Regions from separate parts of the Capra hircus genome. Here region 1 is linked to region 2. The links are chromatin contacts, called in public Hi-C maps. All regions are on one chromosome and are shown on one strand. The core of a region is the stretch at or near the end of the contact, and the rest is flanking DNA. Distances in the headings are between cores, read along the strand shown. Region 1 overlaps CYSTM1 (cysteine-rich and transmembrane domain-containing protein 1). Region 2 holds the start of SLC4A9 (anion exchange protein 4).

The links. Hi-C and Micro-C count contacts between places; a contact is called where the count stands out from the background.
Region 1: a Hi-C map of blood shows a contact between it and region 2, with 4 times the contacts expected there. The contact joins the enhancer-like site here to the promoter of SLC4A9 in region 2. A contact is called at or near these places in 4 of 5 Hi-C or Micro-C datasets (blood and liver).

What each region holds. Positions count from the first base shown.
Region 1 is chr7:59,065,429-59,068,947 of ARS1.2, forward strand. The region is part of intron 2 of CYSTM1 (cysteine-rich and transmembrane domain-containing protein 1); the gene reads right to left. It overlaps LOC106502354 (a long non-coding RNA gene), which reads left to right. Exons shown (of 2, transcript XR_001295912.2): 1 at 1-3,519. Among named protein-coding and RNA genes, the nearest start is that of CYSTM1, 67 kb to the right of the region's middle. Within about 2 kb of position 2,158, at least 4 of the 5 cell types and tissues checked have an H3K27ac peak or open chromatin away from gene starts, as enhancers often do.
Region 2 is chr7:58,938,707-58,942,382 of ARS1.2, forward strand. It overlaps SLC4A9 (anion exchange protein 4), which reads right to left and starts at 2,303. Exons shown (of 22, transcript XR_001918297.1): 1 at 1,955-2,303; 2 at 1,444-1,604; 3 at 1,037-1,150. All of the region lies in intron 1 of HBEGF (proheparin-binding EGF-like growth factor), which reads left to right.

The DNA.
Region 1 (3,519 bases), core at 908-3,407, 130 kb after region 2:
TGTTTTTGCGTATCTGTTTTTATACCTCCTCGCTTGGCAGCTCCTCTCTCTCGAGCCTGGTATAGTAGCTAAAACACGCTGGGTACTGTGAGCTTGTTCAAGTTCTGTTGTATCAGCTGCCCTCCACAGAGATAGCCCTTTCTCCTCTCACGGCACAGGTCTAATCTCATTTGGCCCCACTCAGCGACATAGGAAAAACTGTTCAGGGTCTGGGAGTCAAGACCCACCACCAGGGGAGCCTAGTCAAAAAGAAGACCACCTGATAAGGCCATGACCTGGTTTAGTCTTAACAGTAACTGTGTGCTGGATGTTCCCATCTCACAGGTAAGGAACTTGAGGCTCACGAAGGTCAGGTCTCTTGTGCAAGCACAGAAACAGCCAGAGCAGGAATGTGAGCCCAGGCCCCAGCTAAGGTAGCAAAGGGACCAGGAGGAGCCCGGGAGTGAATGGGCTCCAGGACAGTCCTCTCTTACCAGGCAGCGCCCACCCAACTCTGGGGTCACCAGAGCAGGAAAGCCCCAGGCAGCGCAACCTGCCATTTCTGCCCCGATGACCAACCCAGGTTCCCAGCCTCCCCTGATCCTGCATGGGTAGCGCTGGACAGGGAAACCCAAAACGCAGCTGGCTGTTGCTTCCCTTGCCTAATCTCTGGTTGCATTCTCCTTGTCAGTGGACTGGCTCTGCTGCCCTGAGGACAGAAAGGCTCCCTCCCCTGCAAAGGCAGCCTGCTGGACCCAGGCCAGAGACCTAGCCCATGGCTGGGCTCCTGTGTGCTGGGCCCTGCAGTCTCTCTCAAGCTGCCTTTATGGAGGTGCTCACTACTCAGCCCGTGCTAAGGGCCTTCACAGCCCCACCGGACACCTGTCTGCTCCCAGCTTCCCCACTCCCAACCCTTCCTCCTGTCAGAACCACTGACCCACAGGTAGCTTCATCAGGAAGACAAAGATGTCTCCGTCTTGCCTCCTCTGTCACCTTCCTCCTCTAGTCCACATCCGTCCTAGACAGGGCTTATTTCACATGACGTCCTCCACAGCCTGGTGCAGTAGAGACTCTGAGCTGATTACCCCCAGACAGTGGTTACAGAGGTTAGAAATAGTCAGTCTGGCTAAAAAAAACCCCCAAAAAACAGAACTTCAAGCCCGAGGGCTGTGTCAGCCTTGATGGGGGTAGTTAGTGCTGTACCTACCTTAGAAACCCGGTCAGTTATTTCCTGGAGCACTGAGTCTTCCAAAGCCCTTATTATGACTTTTTCCTTCACATTAGCTGAGGACAGAACCTATCCCCACAGACTGTAGAGAAGATGGGGGTGGTGGTGGTGGAGTCTGTGTGGTAAAGTAAGTCTGGAGGTATGAGTGAAGTGATTTCCTTGCTTTTCTTCCCATCGCCAAAGCAGGGATGATGGGCACAGGAGAATGCTCTGAGGAACGCCTCACAGCACTCACTGTGGGGCCCAGGAACTCCGTATTTTATAACTGCATCTTCCTAGGTGCCCTTCCTACCTGCGCAGTCTGAGGTACTGCACCTCCAGAGGGGCCTGCTGCACTGAGCTGCCGGTCTGGTCTGCCCACCCCACCTCGAGGTTTCTGCTCCTCACATCCTCTACTGTGCCACCTGTCCCCATCCCTGCCCTGCAGTGGTGAACCCCGCTTCCCCTTGAGAGCTCCCATATTGCCCTAGCTCAGCAGTCAGGATGCAGCCGTGCTGCCCGAGTCCTGGGCCGGGACAGCCTCCCTGGGTACCTTAAGTCAGGGCACTGTATATACACCACAGCTTCGCTGGCCGTACTGGTTCCCCAGCAGGAGCTGGGGCGTAGAGGATTCTAACACAGGTGTTTCCACACCCAGGCCACATGAGCCTTACTGGCAACTGGCCTGTACTGGCAAGCTGAGCATGGGGGCATGGTTATGTAAGATGTTAAACATTAAGGGAGGCTGGATCAAGAGTATACAGCAACTGTACTATTTCTGACTCATCTGTAAATCTACAATTATTCCAGAATTTAAAAAAAAATTTTTCTTTTAAAGGAAGGAACAATGGAGCAGGATCAAAAGTGCAGTGGGAGCAGTCAGTGCCCAGTGAGGGGCACTGGGTCCGGCATGGTGCAGAGACTGCTCACACAGCGCTCCTACTTAGGGGTCCAGTGCCCCCTTGTGGCCAGCCTGGGCGCCAGCTCCTGCTGATGCAGGCAGGCCTTCACAGATGGGCCCACACGCAGAGCACCCAAAAGGCTTACCATCCCATTTGCTGCGTAGTGTGTCAGGAGTCAAGGCCACCTTATTCAGCCTGTGCCCTGGTCCCAGGAAGGGACTGAACAGACTCTCAATTTCCAGAAAACTGTGGGTGAGTTGGAGAGCAGGTCTAGGGGTTCCTTCACCAGCTTGTCTGCCTTGCCCTGACACAGCCCTTTGGTACCAACCTTCAGTGTCCTCAGCCCCATTCCAGGGGTGTGGCCTGCAGAGGGGCAGGTACTCAGAGTTGCCACATGAATGCAGGTGCAAAGACAGCGTGAGTAGTGGTGGTATCGGGCTTGGGGGTGTAGAGGGAAGGGTGAGTGAGCATGTGTGTGACTTGGAGGCCCAGCCTAGGTCAGAAAGGCCCAGGGGAGCTGAGCAGACTCTGGCAGAGGATCCTCATCCACTGTCTTGCCTCAGCTGGAAGCAGAGAAGACAGATGCAAGATGCTTGGAGGCATGCAGCCCCCTGGGCCCAGGTGCCTGCTCACCAAGTCCTGGGGTCTTCTCCAGGGCCACCAGCCACACCAACCAGCGGTCCCAAATTCTAGGACTACCATAGTGTACACCCAGGGGGCAGGTATTCACATGGGCTACTCAGAACCCCGGTTCCGGGCACGCACTGGGCAAGTAGGGCTCCAGGCCACACAGGGACCCGGGCAGGAATGTGAGTGGAGACTCAGCCAAAGGCTCCAGTTCTCAGTCAGCCCCATCCTGGAATCTGAAACCTTGACTTGCTCAGCTCAGACATTTTAAATGATTAATCAAGGGCTTTGAAGTGGTAATTGAGCCTTAGCAGGCCATTAGTTCTTGTGCCTGCATCTGTCTGCAGTCCCAGCCCAGGAAGTTAGTAAGGAGAAGCAGATACAAAAGACCGGGGCCTCACAGACAGTTCTGACATCTCGGGCCTTCTTGCTCCAGAAACGAAGGAAGCTGTACCTTGGCCTCTTGTGCAGGCTCAGACCAGTGGTGGGCACCCCATGCTGCTCCTTTACTGCCGAGACCACCACAGCCCAGTGCCGCCCCAGGAGTGCCCCCGGCAGAGGTGACAGCTCTGCCAGAGGCAGGAGGCCTGTGGTCAGTGCTCAGCTGTCTTCACCCCATCTTCTAAACCAGCATCCAAAACAACATAAGAAGGCCAGCCTTCCGCGAGGTATCAGAGGATGCCAAACAGCCCTCCTACTGCTCAGACCAAGAGGGAGGAAGAGGGAAAAATCGTAATGCATCTGAGGAATAAGTACAATCTCAAGACGGCCCCAGGACAGCTCCTGCGCCTTCCAAGCAGCCAG
Region 2 (3,676 bases), core at 1,053-3,552:
CAGCCAAATAATAATAATAAATAAAACCTACATCATAATCACTGCAGATGGTGACTGCAGCCATGAAATTAAAAGACGCTTACTCCTTGGAAGAAAAGTTATGACCACCCTAGACAGCATATTAAAAAGCAGAGATATTACTTTGCCAACAAAGGTCTGTCTCGTCAAGGCTATGGTTTTTCCAGTAGTCATGTATGGATGTGAGAGTTGGACTATAAAGAAAGCTGAGCACCAAAGAGTTGATGCTTTTGAACTGTGGTTTTGGAAAAGACTCTTGAGAGTCCATTGGACTGCAAGGAGATCCAACCAGTTCATCCTAAAGGAGATCAGTCCTGAGTGTTCATTGGAAGGACTGATGTTGAAGCTGAAACTCTAATGCTTTGGCCACCTGATACGAAGAGCTGACTCATTTGAAAAGACCCTGATGCTGGGAAAGATTGAAGGAAGGAGGAGAAAGGGACGACAGAGGATGAGATGGTTGGAGGGCATCACCAACTCGATGGAGATGAGTTTGAGTAACCTCCGGGAGTTGGTGATGGACAGGGAGGCCTGGTGTGCTACAGTCCATGGGGTTCCAAAGAGTCGGACACGACTGAGCGACTGAACTGAACTGAATATCTATATATTATATTATAAAAAACCACAGGCCTTGGGGGTGGATCCACCAGGTGGATTCCCTGACCAGCTTTGCATTGTTGTGGAAACTGGAGCACACCTTCCCCCCGCTACTCCTCAGTTTTCCCATCACTAAAATGAGGATAATTATGGTATTACTTCCCAGTGTTGTTGTGAAGATGAGATGATCTGCTATGTGTGAAGCTCACCACGATGCCCGCCAAGAACATCTCCTCATGGGGCTCTGGCCCTTGCGCTTCTTCCATTCCTCTCCCCTCACTGCCCCTGCTGCTTCTCACCCTTGAGTCCTGAGTTGAGGTCTGAGCCATGCTAGGCCACTGCTGGTACAGGAAGGTGAGGGGAGACCTGGGGTCCTCCCACCCCAGGGATTTTGGTCTTGGGCCCAGGGAGGGCCTCTTACCCCAGCAGGGGCTGGTGCATGGGGTCTGGATGAGGTGCTGCGGTCTCTGCAACAGCAAGGCCTTCAGCTTCCCTCTCAGCTCTGGGCTCAGCGACTCCACTCTGGTCACTTGCTCTGGAGAACAGAGGTGGGGCTCCCACCCTTACCTGAGAGCTCCCTTCCCTTGAATTCTTTCCCTTTCCCCTCTGCCCAGGCTCCTTTCCCTTCCAAGATTCTTGGGGAAAACAAGTCCAACCAACGGACTTGCTCTTCCCCTCTGCATTTCCATCTCTCCCTTGTGATACAGGGGTGGATAATTCTCAAGAGTTGGGGGGGGAGCCCTCTGGAAAATTCTAAGACTTCATGGGGAAAGTCTTAGAGAAATCATGAGGATGCCCAGGCCCTCCCAGCAAAGGGTCCCAGGGCACCTGCGAGCTCCTGGAGGCTCAGAGCTGGACAGTCCAGCAGGACAAGGCCCTTGGCCAACAAGCTGCGGAGCTTCTGGAGGCTGGGCAGTGCCACAGTGGGCACGTGGGGGGCGCTCCACCGGTCTGCACCCACTTCCAACTTCTCCTCAAACAGCACCCACCTGGTGAGAGGGGCAGTCAGTGTTACTGGGGGCATCTCTCCCAGGTCCAAGAGTGAAGATGCAGGAGAGTCAGGGAAGGTGAGACAAGGGTGAAGTTGTGGGCCCAGTGGTTCAGAGCCCCTCCCCGGGGAAGTCACCCCCTCATCTTGGATCTTGGGGAACTCAAAACCAGACTGCAGAAAAGGCTGAGCACCATAGAGAGTGAGGGTCTGAAATGGGGAACACAGAAAGAAACTCGTGACTGGGGGTGATAATACCAACCTCATACACAGGAAGAGCTGGGGGTCATGGAGGAGGTCCCAATGGGGGAAGGGGAAGGACCCCGTAAAACTGTCCTGGATCCCACTCACCTGCCTGTCTCTTTCCACTCGGGCGCGTGGGGCCAGCCCAGTAGCTCATTCAGCTGAATGAAGAGCGGAGGGTCCTTGGGTACCTCCAGTTCCCTGCTGTCTGTGTCTAAGGGGCCATCAGGACTGAGGCCGGAGCCAGGGCCACTGTCCAGCTCTCCTGTGGGCACATTTTCACTAGCACTGGAGAGGTCAGACTCCTCTTGGCCTGGCAGCTTCATCTCAGTGAAGCTTCTACAAACTCTCAGGGACTGGTGTGGTCCTAGGTTCTGAGGCCAGGAGCCCTCTGGCTGGCTGCATTTATAATGCACCCCCCACCCCCCACTCCGACCTCTCCCCACCCCTGCCACACAACACAAACAGAGCCAGACCTGCTGACTCCAGAGCCAGCTGGTCACCTCCCCTGTGGTTGTTTTCCCCACTAGGCTAGCCTGAGTGTGAGGCCAACCTGACCTTTTCCAGGATCTCCAGAAATGCCCAACCTGGGGCAAAAGTGTTATGCGTGTTTCCTGTGGGATCAGGTCTGACCCCACTGTATTTTGTAAATTAATGGGAGTATATCACTGGCTTGGGTCTGAGGACTGACCCCCAGATTATACCACCCCATACTCTGTATCAAATACAAACACCAAATACAGTGGACTGTTTTGGGTGTCACCAACATACCCTGAAGGTACCCATTTGGAGAAACAGAGGCCCTACTAAATAACTGGGTCTGTAGAAGTTAGGCAGTCTAACAAAGAAGGAAGACAGCAAGCAGAGGCCCTGTCATTAAATGGGCTAACGATGGAAAGTGGAGGCAGTTCATGGAGAACATAGGCCCGCGTCTTGACTTCATTTGTCTAGCAACACCTGGAAACTTCCTAATTTAGCTGTGTGCCTGGGATTGGCCTCTCTAACTCAGCCCCCCAGTGAAGATGGAGGAGCCACCTAAGGTGTATGTGTGGAGGAGTTCCTGGAGCTAGATGAGCAAGGGAGAACATGGTCTGTTAGCAAGTCCTATTGACTCAACCTTCAAAATAGACCCAGAATTCAACCACACCTCCCCACTTCCAACATGGCCTCCTTGTTCCAAGCTATAATCACGTCTCACCTGAATTATTTCAGCAGCTTTCTAATTTCTTGTGGAGATCTCTCTGCTTCCACTCTTTCGTTCTCCACAAAGCAGCCAAGAGGACCTTATTATATTACTAGTAAGTGTAAGTGAAAGTCGCTCAGTCGTGTCCAACTCATTGCGACCCCATGGACTATACAGCCCATGGAATTCTCCAGGCCAGAATACTGGAGTGGGTAGCCTTTCCCTTCTCCCCAACCCAGGGATCGAACCCAGGTCTCCTGCATTGCAGGCAGGTTCTTTTCCAGCTGAGCCACAAGAGAAGCCCTATTATATTTATTTTAATAATCTGATTATTTATTTTTGGCGGTTCTGAGTCTTCGTTGCTTCGAGGGCTTTTTTCTAGTTGCATGAAGTGGGGCTGCTCTTCATTGCCAGGTGTGGATTTCTTACTGCAGTGGTTTCTCTGGTTGCAGAGCTCGGGCTCTAGAGCTTGAGCTCAATAGTTGGGAGCACGGGCTTAGTTGTTCCATGGCATGAGAGATCTTCCCAGAGTAGGGATCGAAACTGGGTCTCCTACATTGGCAGGCAGATTCTTTACCACTGAGCTACCAGGGAAGCCCTATTATTTTTATTTTTAATGTTTAAACTACATTTCCATTTCATTCAAA